Linked DNA regions of Mus musculus: region 2 is linked to region 1. Evidence: chromatin contacts called from public promoter capture Hi-C data. All regions are on one chromosome and are shown on one strand. The core of a region is the stretch at or near the end of the contact, and the rest is flanking DNA. Distances in the headings are between cores, read along the strand shown. Region 1 holds the start of Ccser1 (coiled-coil serine rich 1). Region 2 holds the start of Grid2 (glutamate receptor, ionotropic, delta 2).

What was found. Promoter capture Hi-C pulls out the DNA fragments that hold promoters and counts their contacts.
Region 2: a contact with region 1 is called in a promoter capture Hi-C map of hippocampal neurons, with 8 times the contacts expected there. The contact joins the promoter of Grid2 here to the promoter of Ccser1 in region 1. A contact is called at or near these places in 2 of 39 promoter capture datasets (cranial neural crest and hippocampal neurons), 1 of 484 Hi-C or Micro-C datasets (cerebellum) and 1 of 115 datasets of contacts at active chromatin or transcription factors (astrocytes).

What each region holds. Positions count from the first base shown.
Region 1 is chr6:61,176,720-61,182,863 of GRCm38.p6, forward strand. Ccser1 (coiled-coil serine rich 1) reads left to right here and starts at 3,606. Exons shown (of 11, transcript NM_183310.2): 1 at 3,606-3,934. It overlaps A730020E08Rik (RIKEN cDNA A730020E08 gene), which reads right to left and starts at 4,091. Exons shown (of 3, transcript NR_040287.1): 1 at 3,988-4,091; 2 at 3,265-3,342; 3 at 1-363.
Region 2 is chr6:63,251,749-63,257,804 of GRCm38.p6, forward strand. It overlaps Grid2 (glutamate receptor, ionotropic, delta 2), which reads left to right and starts at 4,258. Exons shown (of 16, transcript NM_008167.3): 1 at 4,258-5,196. The coding sequence starts at 5,109.

The DNA.
Region 1 (6,144 bases), core at 2,356-4,855:
GTGATCAGATAAACTAAATTAATCAAACATGGTAATTACCTCCCCCTCTCTCTTCCTGTCTCTCTTCCCTTTTCTCTGCCTTTTCACATATACACACACATTACTAAGCAAGAGTTATCACAAGTATGCTTAGGAAAAAAATAATTTTTCTTGTCTTCTGTGCCTTATTATCTGGATGATTATCACAATCAATGTGCTTCCACATCAAGACTACATATTTGGTGTTTTCTGGACCCAGAATTGCAGCTGAGTCAATCTTGATCCAATTTCTCATCCAGTCCTGCTCGGCATGAATTGCTTCTCTTCTCCTCAGTTACCCATTGGCAGCTTTCACGGGATAGCAGCCATCATAAAGAGCAACACCTAGGAAAGATTAAAGAAAGAGATGCAAAATTCTTTAAATTTTGGGGTGTGCATGTGTCTGTGTGCATGTGGAGGCCAGAGGTTAATACTAGGTGTCTCCCTCATTCACTTTTCACCATTTTTTTTTTTTGAGACAGGGTCCCTTACTGAACCACAGCTCAAAGATTTCCCTAGACAGGCTGACCAGCAAGCCCTAAGGTCCTTTTGTCTTTCCCTCTTCAGCAGCAGGATTACAGGTGTGCATTGCTGTCTGTTCCTGGCTTTTATGGGGATGATGGGGATGAAACTCAAACTCTTACGCCAGGTAGAGAGCATTTGGCTACTCACCCATGTCACCAGTTCTTTATCTACATAGTTTTGTAAATATAGAAAAGTTAATTCAGTTTCTAAATTATTTTATAGCTAGTAACTGGGTAGGAAAGAAAGAAAAAAAAACCTCTATTATCTTTTCTGAACCCCACTTCTAGGTTTTAGCGGTGCTACTTAGGAATGCCTAATTTGGCTCATTACTGGTGGGAATGCAGTGCACATAAGGAGCACATATGTAACTGGCAACCTAATTTTTCTGCTTTCATCAAAGGCTGCGATGCCAAATCTTCATTCAACGTGCCAGTTAGATACACTTGGGAACCTAACAGCAGCACGCACATAAGAGATGAAAAGGAACAAACTGGAAGGAGTCATTAACTTTCTGTTTTTCTATCACAACAAAAATTATCGCGTTGAACGCACTGCAACTGGGAAATTCCACTTGAAAGATGAAGCAATCTTAAAAGAGAATAATTCATTTACTAACTTCCTCAAGTGTCCATTAGAATTCATAAACGAGGCTTCTAGCATGGAGGGGTTTTTTGTTTTTTGTTTTTTTAAGAAAAATAAAAAATAATGAAAATGAATCCACTTTTCAGAAGTCTGTTTTCGGGCACATATTCCATTTGTTTTTTAGTCCAGTGCATATGAATTCAAATCTTTATTTGGGAAAATTTCATAAAATAAGGAAATGTTAGCTTTTGTGTCTTAATGAAAACAACAACTGACAGATTGCCATGGTTCTCACCAATTAGGAATGCAATTTGTGAGTGTGAAAACTGCTGTCAGTTGTGGTTACCAAAATGCCCTGGAATATCTCCTATAATTTTGAAGTATGTATTATAGAGTAATAATGACTACTGACCATAATGAAATAAACAGTACCAAGTCCACTAAATGGTCAGAACCTAGCCAGCATCATCAAGCACTGTCCTTCAAAAAATGAACAGAACTTTTAAAAATGTCTCTTTACAGCTTGTAACTCATGAGCTGAAAATGTTTAGAAATAACTTCTTTTCAAAATTGCCTTTTGCAGTAACCACAGATTTCTCCTACTGAAGACTGTGGTGCAAACTTTCGTAACTTTTCCATCCATGGCTTCGAGTATTTTCAGATTTTTTTTTTAAAAGTCCTTGCCCATTCCTAAAAGTGATCAGGTTGTAAGGCTCTCTTACACCGTGAAAGAAAAGAGACGTGGCATTGGAGAGGGTTTTAGGTCAGCCTATTAACAATTGTCTAAAGCTCTGAGGAAGGACAGGAAGCAGTGTGAACATCCTGGCTGTGTCCTTTCTTTATGCGTCTTGATATGTCCGAACAACTCTTAACAGACTCATTGCAGGAGCCATGGGAGAGTTGGGTATGGCAACATTTACTGGAGAAAGGTAAATTAAAAGGCTTGAGGCTGGGAAGATGGCTCAGTGGCTGGTGCTGGTTGCGCAAGGGTGAGGACCTGTACTGACCCTATACTGACCTGGGGACCTCCAGGACACTCCCCCTCCCCATGGGTGTGATAACACACATAACCCTGGGCCTTTCACCACAGAGAATCCCTTGAAACTTCTATGTGCTCTAGCCTGAGTACCTAGAACTGAAGGCATCAGGTTTCAACAAGGTGGGCAGAGAGTACGCACAGAGAGGTATGAAATGCACATATTTTCAGCCACACATATGAACACAGACATCAAAGAAACACAAATCCTCACACGTGCATGTTGACGAATGCTAAATATGCACTTGCCATAACCCACACAAGAAGAAAAATGCAGCATCAACTTTGCAAACACCTCCCCTTCTGAGTGTCTTGCTTTGTTATATAATAATAAATAATAATAATAAAACATATAGCAGAGATACTCTCACAGAAGAACATATAACAATCATAATCATATTCATTCAAAAGGTATACTTCTTGTACATCCGACCTCCACAGCCACTTCGCAGGAGTCAGACAGATTAACCAGAAGATGCATACAAATATGCACACGTACTTGGAGCGTAGGCTGTTAGACTTTCGCACGCATGCTGGCTGCTTCCAAACAAAGTAGTACACCAGGCATGAAGAACTTAAACTTTGAGAAAGAAGCTTCTAAAATGTGCCAGTAAGAACTCTAATGTATGACCTTAGGAACATATTATGTACCTCGAAATGGTCCTATATTCTAGCAGAATGGGTTAAATGTTTCTGCGAGAGTTAAATGGTTTCCATGTGTTGTATTGTCTGCTAAAGGCATAAATAGAAGGAATGGGGATGAAGAAGAGGACGAATGGGAAATTGTTCAGGTCCCAGTACAACCTTAAAGGAAATGATGCAGTGCAAGGGGAGACAGGATCACAGGAAAATGAATTAGGTAAACAACTGCACCAAGCATCAGAAATATTTCCATCTCTGAAGAGATACATTTTCTTCAAGAGGTCACCAGTCTAATGGTGTCAAGCTGGTTCCGGACTCTGGGTTGCTACTGAGGACCGCAAGAGTAGGCAGAGGAGTCCACTCCCAGCCAATCCCAAGGTTTCCATTCTTACAATCACTGCCACAAACGGTTACTGGGAGGCGTGACCTGTTTAAAGGGAAGGAGGCCGGGTCCTTGTTACCTTGTTAGCTACAGAGTTGTCAAGACGATCGTGGGGCGGATGACACGGAAAGACCCAGACAGAATACTGCAATAACTCCTATCTCCAGGAAGGGAAAGACAATATCTCTGTCACAGAGAGCCCAGGCGCAGCGCTGTCCCATTCTTCAGCGTCCCACCGCGCGTGCCCCTTACTGCCCTGGCGACTCGCAGGGCGCGGGGATCTGGCGCTCGGCGGGCTCCGCTCCCTCCCCCGATTCGGCCGCGGGTGTGCGCGTGTCGCCGCGCCAGGCTGCGTGCGCGGAAGCCAGCGACGCGGTTGGCCGACGCCGCCCTCGGGCTGCCCCCGCCCGGCCCGACACTGTCACCCGCTCCGAGGCCGCGGCGCCGCCTCCTGCCGCCGGGAGCGCGGCCTGCCCGGGAGGCGCTCGCTGCAGCCGCCCCGCGGCCCCGCTGCGCACACCGCCGCCCACCCGCGGCCGCCGCGCGCCCCGCCCGCTCCCATCCTCGCTCAGAATGACTGACTGCGAAGCTCTGGCGGAGCAGCCGCGGTGGCGCAGGCGGGAGCGGCAGGAGGAGTGCTGAAGACAGCGGCCGAGCCGGAGTGGACGCCGCGTCGGGACCAGCCCGCAGCTCCAAGGTAGCGACGCGGTGCAGAGGACTCGCGTGGGGCCTGGACTGAGCGCGACCAGGTGACTCTCCCCGGCTCGGCCGTCGGCCCAGCGGGGGGTTGGGGGGGACTCGCCTGGCGGGCGTGGGCACTGCGCGGCGTGGCCCGCTCCTGCAATCCGGGGGTCTCGGTCGCAGAGTTGGCGCGAGCTCCGGTTGCGGAGCGGGGGCGGGGGCGGTGCGGTGGGGCAGGCGGGAGCTCCACGCCGACCGCCCCTGCCTCCGGAGCCCGCCACGTAGAGTGGACGGATTGCTTTGTGGCGCACCCCGGGATCGCGGGATGCGGGCGTGGGGTGCTCCTGCGTGTGTTCTCGCGCCGGGTCACCCGGCCGGAAAGTGAACCCCGCGCTGACAGCAGGTGGCTGTCAGGCCCCTCACCTTTGGGCTTGAATCTTAGGGACTCGCGCACACGGTGCCAGCGCCTAGGGAGCGTGCGCGAAGGGGCGACCGAGGGATTTGTGAATGGTGCTTCTGAGAGGAGGCTGTGCCTTGCTGATGCAAAGGGGCTAGTATCCCGAGTGAGAAGAAAGGCTATTTATGGCAGAGTTGTGGGGTTCCCTTCTGTGTACGCTGAGCCCCTCCTGCTTGGAACTGGAAGCAATTCTGCAATTCTGCTTTTTTTTTCCCCCCTTCTGGAACCTGCTCTGTAAAACGAAAGAAGGAAGTCTGAAGTAGACTCCGGTGTGTACAGGTAGAAGTGCTTCTTGGAGGTCATGAACCCCTGCTCTGCCATTTCTGAGAGTCCTAGCTGTCTGTTCCTGCTACCTCTTCAGGTCCCCACTAAGACCACAGGACAGAAAACCTGCTTGCTTTCAGCAGCTTTCACTGGTCAAACCATTGCAGTTGAGCACTTTTCTTCTGAAATGAAACACACACCCTCCATTCTTCCCTTCCCATGAGGGCTGTTCAAAGAATGTTCACCTATTTTACACGAAGAGATGTTATTCAAAGCCCCTGGGAGAATGTTGCTATGTGAGTTTATGTCGACACCGACTCTTTAAATCTAGTTACTGGGGACAACCTAGAGTACTCTTCATCTAGGCTATAGAATAATTAGTTTGTTTTGGTTTCCCTTTGTGCTTTCTTTAAACAAGTGCCAATTACAGGGTCATAATTTGAAGCTTAGATGTAAGTTGGGTCAGTGTCTACCAGAGTACCTTAGCAAATTTATTATGTCCTTTGAAGAAGCAAACTGTGTTTCTATATAACTGCTGACTGGACTGTGACAGTGGAACATTGCTTCAATTAATTTTAAGCTGAATTCTCCTTGAGACTGCCATATATAATTTTTTTGTTTTAAAAATCAGACTGAAATTCCATATTACATATGACTGCACCTTTGGTAGTCTCTCTCTCTCTCTCTCTCTCTCTCTCTCTCTCTCACTCACTCACACACACACACACACACACACACACACACACAAAGCATCAACCTATTATTAGAGTGATTTGTCTTCACCTCATTTAATTAAAGAGACTGACCAGAACTGTTTTGATTTAAAAAAAAATGTATGTGTGGTAAGCCCCAGGTTAAAGAGCTTTCCCTACCAGTTCGTTCATTTGAATAGAGTTAAGAGTTTGATTACATATGCATATATGAACATATATAGATACATGTATATATTATCTATCTATCACCATCTATTGTCTATGAATTACTGCTAGTTCAATGTGCATTTGCAATGCTGGAGTGTCTTGTGGGACTCTGACCACACCACATAGATATAGTTCCATTACTGTGATACTGGAAGTCATATTTATGGAATATTCTTAATGTCATTGGAATTGGTTATTGTTTCTTATTTTAAAGTTTTTTCTAGTACTATGTTAGTTGACATTAAATTCCAGAAGTAGAAAATGAAACATTTATGACCTTACAGTAGTAATTTGCTTTTCTATCATACTTTATTGTTCATCATAATACTCATAGTAAAGGCCTGTCTTGAGTAGTGGGATGTCTAGACAGTTTTGAGACACACAGGGACTTCTTTCTATATACTCTACTCTTCAGGAACACATGGGCAGTTTGAAGGAATCTGAGGTGAATACTTAAAGACAGAGTTAACAGCCCATGATAGCATGGGATTACAGGTCTAGTGAGGAGTCCAGGGGCTCAGAGAGTGGCAGTAACATTTAGTACTATATTTTGTCTGAAAAACATCAGTAGGTAGGTGAGACTTTGTCTTTTATTAAAGGGCTCGTAAGATTAGTAGGTTGTGGATAACAAGACCTA
Region 2 (6,056 bases), core at 3,008-5,507, 2.1 Mb after region 1:
AAAAGTCAAATTGTGTTTTCTAAGTTTACAGTTTTCTAACTAATATCAGTAAAAATTCTGAAATTGATTTAATCCTCATTTAGAAAGAAAAAAAAAGGAAACTGAATGAATCAGGTTCTGAAATTCCATTAACACTGAATTTCCATGATCTGTTAAGAAAAAAAAAATCATTTCCTTTGGGATCCACTCTCAAAGAAGATTCATACTTTCCCATCCCTCCAATGTACATCTATACATAACTTTAATTCTGTTCATCAAACTACTCATTGTTTGGACATTGTATTCTTTTCCTTCTTCATACACATCTGGTAAGGGTGCAATTTATTTAGACTCCTATAGGTAGTTACCCACATTTATATTGCTAATGATATCATTTATATCATGATACATATATTGTATCATTTATGACTACAAATAATTATCCAAATACATTCATTTGTGTTATTTGGAAAGCCAACCTTGCCTCAAGTTTAAAATAAACACTTATGAATGCATTGATTTTTATGTTAAAACAAAACCCTTTGTATATTGCTATATAGCCAAAGCTTTTAAAATTTGATGAAAATGAGTGAATTCCGTGTTGAATGACAGAAAGAAGCTGACTTTACCAATGTAGACGCTGGGGTTCTTTGATGTCTGTCCCCTGAAAATCAAAGCACGACCTTCTACACACATTCACATGGTCTTGCTTTCCTTCTGCACAACATGTGTTTGAAGGAGTACTAATGTGCCTTAACCCAGCAACACAAGTGAATACTTCCCTAAAATTCTGCTTTCCGTTAAAAAAATTTTTACTAATTACACTTTAGATCATGAAAATCACATGAAGTTTCCTACAACTTCTCTAAGTCACTCATGTTGATATCACAGTGATTCTTCCAGGAAGACACAGTCCCAGCTGGGAAAAATCCATGAATTATTAATTATCATTCACATTTATGTATTCCTCCAAAGTTAAGTGCCTGTTATAAAATTTTAGGGGAAGAAGGCTGTCTTCGTAAGAACTGAGGCAGAGGACAGGGGCCAAAGTGCATATTTCATTCCCATATGTGATGATTGATTCAAATGAAGCAGCATTTATGAAGGAGAAACCATCTCTGCAAAGTCTAAGACACACATGCTATGTACTCACTCATAAATGGATATTAGTCATAAAATACAGGACAACCATGCTATAATCCACAGACCCAAAGAAGCTAAGTAACAGGGAGGGCACAGTCTACTTAAAAAACATGACCAAGTTTAGCTTGCTTGTATAGTTCTGGAATACTAGCTACTTAGGTGGCTGTGACTGAAGGAACATAGGTTCAAAACCAATCTAGACACATTTTTGACAATATCTCAAAACAAAGAATAAGAAAAAGAATAAGCTAAAGACATAGCTGTGTGGTTGAGACATTTATTAGCATGTATCTAATGTATACAAAGTTTAATTCACTGTAGATCAATAATTAATTAATAGTCAGTAAATATGCGATTTTTACACTTGGTATTCAACATCCATTTTGTACATGGTAAATCTTTATTTCTAGGTAACTATCATATCCAGTTTTCTAAAAAATAGCTGTACATTCATATTATAGTGTATGAATTGATATTAATACAAAGCCAATTAATTAGGGCTCAGTGTGCATAGGAATTACTTGGACACAGAAAAGGCTGCTGTTCCTAAATTGAAACCAGTAGGCTGATGGTGTTACTACGTTTCTTGCTTTTCTTGCTTGGAAAGCTTCAACCCATGTTTGAGTACCTGTTTTAATTGACAGGGGTTGATCATTATATCTTGGCGTGTTTCAGGATGTGTCACCCAAATTTCTTTAGATGCCCAAGTATTAGAATAGTGGTTCTGAACTATGACTACCTCTTAGGGGCACTTACAGAAGTGGGTTGGTTATAAATGCTAAGCTTTGGAGTTTTTGACTTAATTATACTTACACAAGCCCTTTGCAAAGAAGCACAGGTGTTCTTGTTTAGTTCTTGTTTCTTTGACACAAACTAGAGTCACCTGGGAAGAGAGAATCTCAATTGAGAAAGTGCCTCCAGATTGGTCTGTTGAGCATGCCAATATAGCATTTTCTTAATTTATAGCTGACATGTAAGGGTTCAACCCTCTGTCTAGCTTGCCACTTTAGGCAAGTGGGTAGCTCTGGGTTGATTAAGAGAGCAGACCCAGAAATCTGTGAGTAGGAAGCCAGTAAGCAGCATTATTCTATTGCCTCCAGGTTGTTGATTGACTTACTGTCCTGGCTTTCCTCAATGACAGAGAGTTAAAGACATGGAATTATAAGCCAAATAAACCTGCTTTTTCTGTTCAAGTTGGTTTGGTTTAGTCAATGTTTTGTCACAGAAACAGAAGGTACATAAAGGCACCTGATTATTCTATAGTGTGTTTATGATAGGAAACTACTAAATGGAGGATTTTGGAACAAATGCAATATTTTGTTTACGGTACATTAAAAGAAGTTTCTAGTAGATTATATGACCACAAATATATTTAGTTACTAGTTATCTCTAAGAACAGCACTGAATAAGGTTAGGATGGGATGACACAATTTTGTTCGAAGGTTTCAGCTATCAATCTTCTTCTAAGATATGATATTGCTGTGTCCATCTTAAATGATGACTTCCCAATTTCTCCTGATAGAACACACAGTGAGTCACTAGCTTTTAAAATGAACCATAGTCCTGTGTGGACATACACCCGTTTTTAAAAATTCATCATCTGTATCAACATTTATGGAAGTGCATCAAAATACTCTGAATAGTAGATGACATCAATAATAACATGAAGATCATCCGTATTGAATTCATGGTGGGGAAATGAACAGATGATGAAAAGTGATTGGGAAGTGCAGTCAGTGATGGCTTCCTGGAAGTACTGGTTTGTTCTAGATTCAGAAGAATTGAAATTCAACAACTGGGGCTCTGTGCAAATCAATGTTATCCAAAACATGTGTATAAGTCCCAACCATCAGTGAAGACATTGGTGAGCTCATTTTAAAGTAGTGTTTCTTTTAGACTCCATGGAAGACTGCATTGAGAGCCTAGGAGATGGGTGGGATTATTTCATACTCAAGGGTCGGGCAGTGTTTCATGAGTGACAGGTTTCTGCTCTTGAGGTGCTGAGGGACTTGAATGACTTTATTGTAATCCATGAGATACTGTTGATGTGAGCAGCAAAAGAACAAAACATTTTCTCGAACGTCCAGGGATGGAATTTACAAAATGAAGGAAAGTTAGGATATTTCAGACGCGAGAATAGGCAACTAAGTCAAATCATCAAGATAGTAGAAAAGGGGTCAGTGAGGAAACAGGAACAAAAGATCTTAGCCAGATTCACAATGAACTTGGGTTCTGATATCCATCCCCCAGGTAACAAGTTTCCCAGCCAGTGGACTACGTTTGTAATTGAAACAGTATCAGAGCTGTTAATAGCTGACCTCAGTTACACACTTGATTGAGTTAACAGAACCCCCTTCTGCAATAAGATGGAAGGATATAAACTAGTCATTAGAAGTCACCAAGAGCAGGGGTAAAGCTTGCACAAAATCCCTTCTTTTAAGGCCGGGACCTTACCTTACAGTGCATCTGCAGGCTCCCCAAGAACAGCAAGTAGCTTCCCTGTGGCTACTTAACTGCACAGGTGATTAACTTAATGCAGGATTTTGACGACTGAGGCTGTTTTGTTTGTTTTGTTTTATTGTCCTTAACATTTTTAGATATATATTTGAATGTCAAGACTGTCTGTTTTCTAACAGTATATCAAAATTCTTTCTGCATTTTGATTGCCTTAAAAACACCAGAGACCGAAAGGGGGGGGGGGGGAGCAACCCACTGTTTAAAGGTAATTAGCACGTTCTCCGCTTTTTATAACTTTATAATTGAAATCTCATTAAAAGCTTTCTAGGTCTTCTTTTCCCTAAGTGACTAGGTGTCCCTAATTTGTTCTTAGCCAATGTGACTAATTCCAGACGACGCCTAGAAAAAAGTCCGGTACCTGTTGGGGGATAGCAAGGTTAAATAAGTGGGGTGGCTTTTTAGGTTGTTTTTATAACCTACGGGGAAAAACAAAAACATCCAAAAAAAAAAAAAAAACCGTCAAGGCAGGTGGGGGACTTCACTGCCTTCTCTTTGAGTCCTGCCTTTCTCAGTCCGGGTGAAGATTCCCAGGGAATTGAGAGCGCGGTTTTGTTTCTCCCTTGTATTGCAGATAGGGGGAGGAGGTGGTTATTAGAAGCTCTTCCTCTCTCGGTTCCCCTCTCCGCCTGACAGCACCGCTCTCTTGCGGACTCGCTTCTCCTAGGTGATCCATTTCTAGGCAACGTGGGGCTGCAGCGGAGCTTGCCAGGCTGCTGTTGGCTTCCCGCATCCCGCCAGGCGAGCGGCTCGGGAGCATCCTGCAGCCGCGGCTCCGCGCGCCGGCCTGGCCCGCTGCTCGCTCCCGCCGGACTCCCCCGCCACCGCGCCCGCCGCGCCAGCTCCGGGGCCCGTCTCGCGCCGAAGGGGAGTATTCTCTGCATTACTAGCTGCATTACCTTCAAGTTCACTTTTGCCACCCCTCCCGAAGCGGACCTCCCCCTCCCCGCTGGAATCTGGCGACTCCGATCGCATCTTCATCCTCGCTGGTGGCACTGAGAGCTGGCCGCGAGGCGCCACGACCGCGCACGGCCCCGGGTGGAGGGGCTCGGCGGCGGGGGAGGGCGCGGGCACATCCGGCGCGGGGGTGCCCAAGTTGCGGCGGAGCTGGGACCCGCCACCGCGGCCCCCGTGCGGCCACGGCCACCGTCTGAGCGCCAGCCTCGCCCCCCGTCCGAGAGCAGCCAAGGCTGGATACATTTTTTAAAAAGCCCAACTGCAAACAACTCTGGCAATGCCAAAATTCCCCTCCGAGTGACAGGGCTTGGGAGGAGGCTGCCTCTGGCTGTGCTAGCTCTCGGGTCGCCCGTGCCTCTTCTGTGACCAGAAAAGATTGTGCTGTAAAGAGGGATTTGGAAATTAGGGGGAAAGCTGCACTCAACTCTATCCTGACCTCAAACTCTGTGGACCGCTTAAGAGAATATCTACGTCTTGGAAGCAAAGTCGTGGTCAAGGAGGATCGGCATCGGAGGATGGAAGTTTTCCCCTTGCTCTTGTTTCTGTCCTTCTGTTGGTCTCGAACCTGGGACCTGGCGACCGCTGATTCTATCATCCACATCGGTAAGACAGGGCTTCTGTGGCTTGTGGCGACTTTCCCTAACGTTTCCTTGGCTGTGATCTCTGCTTCCCCACCCCCTCGAGCCTCCGGCTGCTGCCAGAGTGGCCTAGGTTCGCTCCCCTCGGTGCCCGCGCTCTCACGGGCTCAGCTTTCCCTAAGCAGTGACTGAGCCTCGCGGCGCGGAGTGAGGCCGTGTGTGGAGTGCGGGCCGGGCACTAGAGGCTCACGCCTGCCTCCGCGCAGGAGTGTGGGGAGTGTGGGGACTCCGGGTGTGGGGAGAAGGAAGTTTGATTGACTCTATCTTCTCGATTTTTCCCGGATGTACATTTGAGCCATTAAAAAAAAATCATAGGGGGTAAGGCTGGCAGTGGCATCCGCGGGGGAGAGATGCGGGCTGGGGCCGGGGGCGCTCCCCGCGGCTCGAACAGGTGGTTTTGCATCCTGAGCGGCCGAGTCCGCTGCGGCGATCGATGCGGACTCCCAAGCTCGCCGTCCTCTGCGGTTCCCGCGACTCGGAGGCTGGAGAGGATGGCGGGGCACTCGCTCCCAGTCCGGGGCGTGGGAGACGCCAATGCCGGCGCAGGCCGCTCCGGTGCCCGGCACAGACACGGTGGCCTCTGACAGCCATCTCCAGAGCTGCTCCCGGGCGAGCTGAGTCCGGGCGCCCCGAGGCCCCGCGGGTCGCCAGGCTCCTGGCCCCACCTATTGGCGAGCCGAGCGTCCGGGCAACGTGGCTGGAGCGGCGGGGCTCGAGTCATTATCATGCAGGGTGCCCGCAGCGAGGGCTCCAACTCTTCTCACTTGCTAATCCCTGAGAGCTAAGTGGAGACTGGCTTTTGCAGCCTTTTTTTTTTTTTTTTTT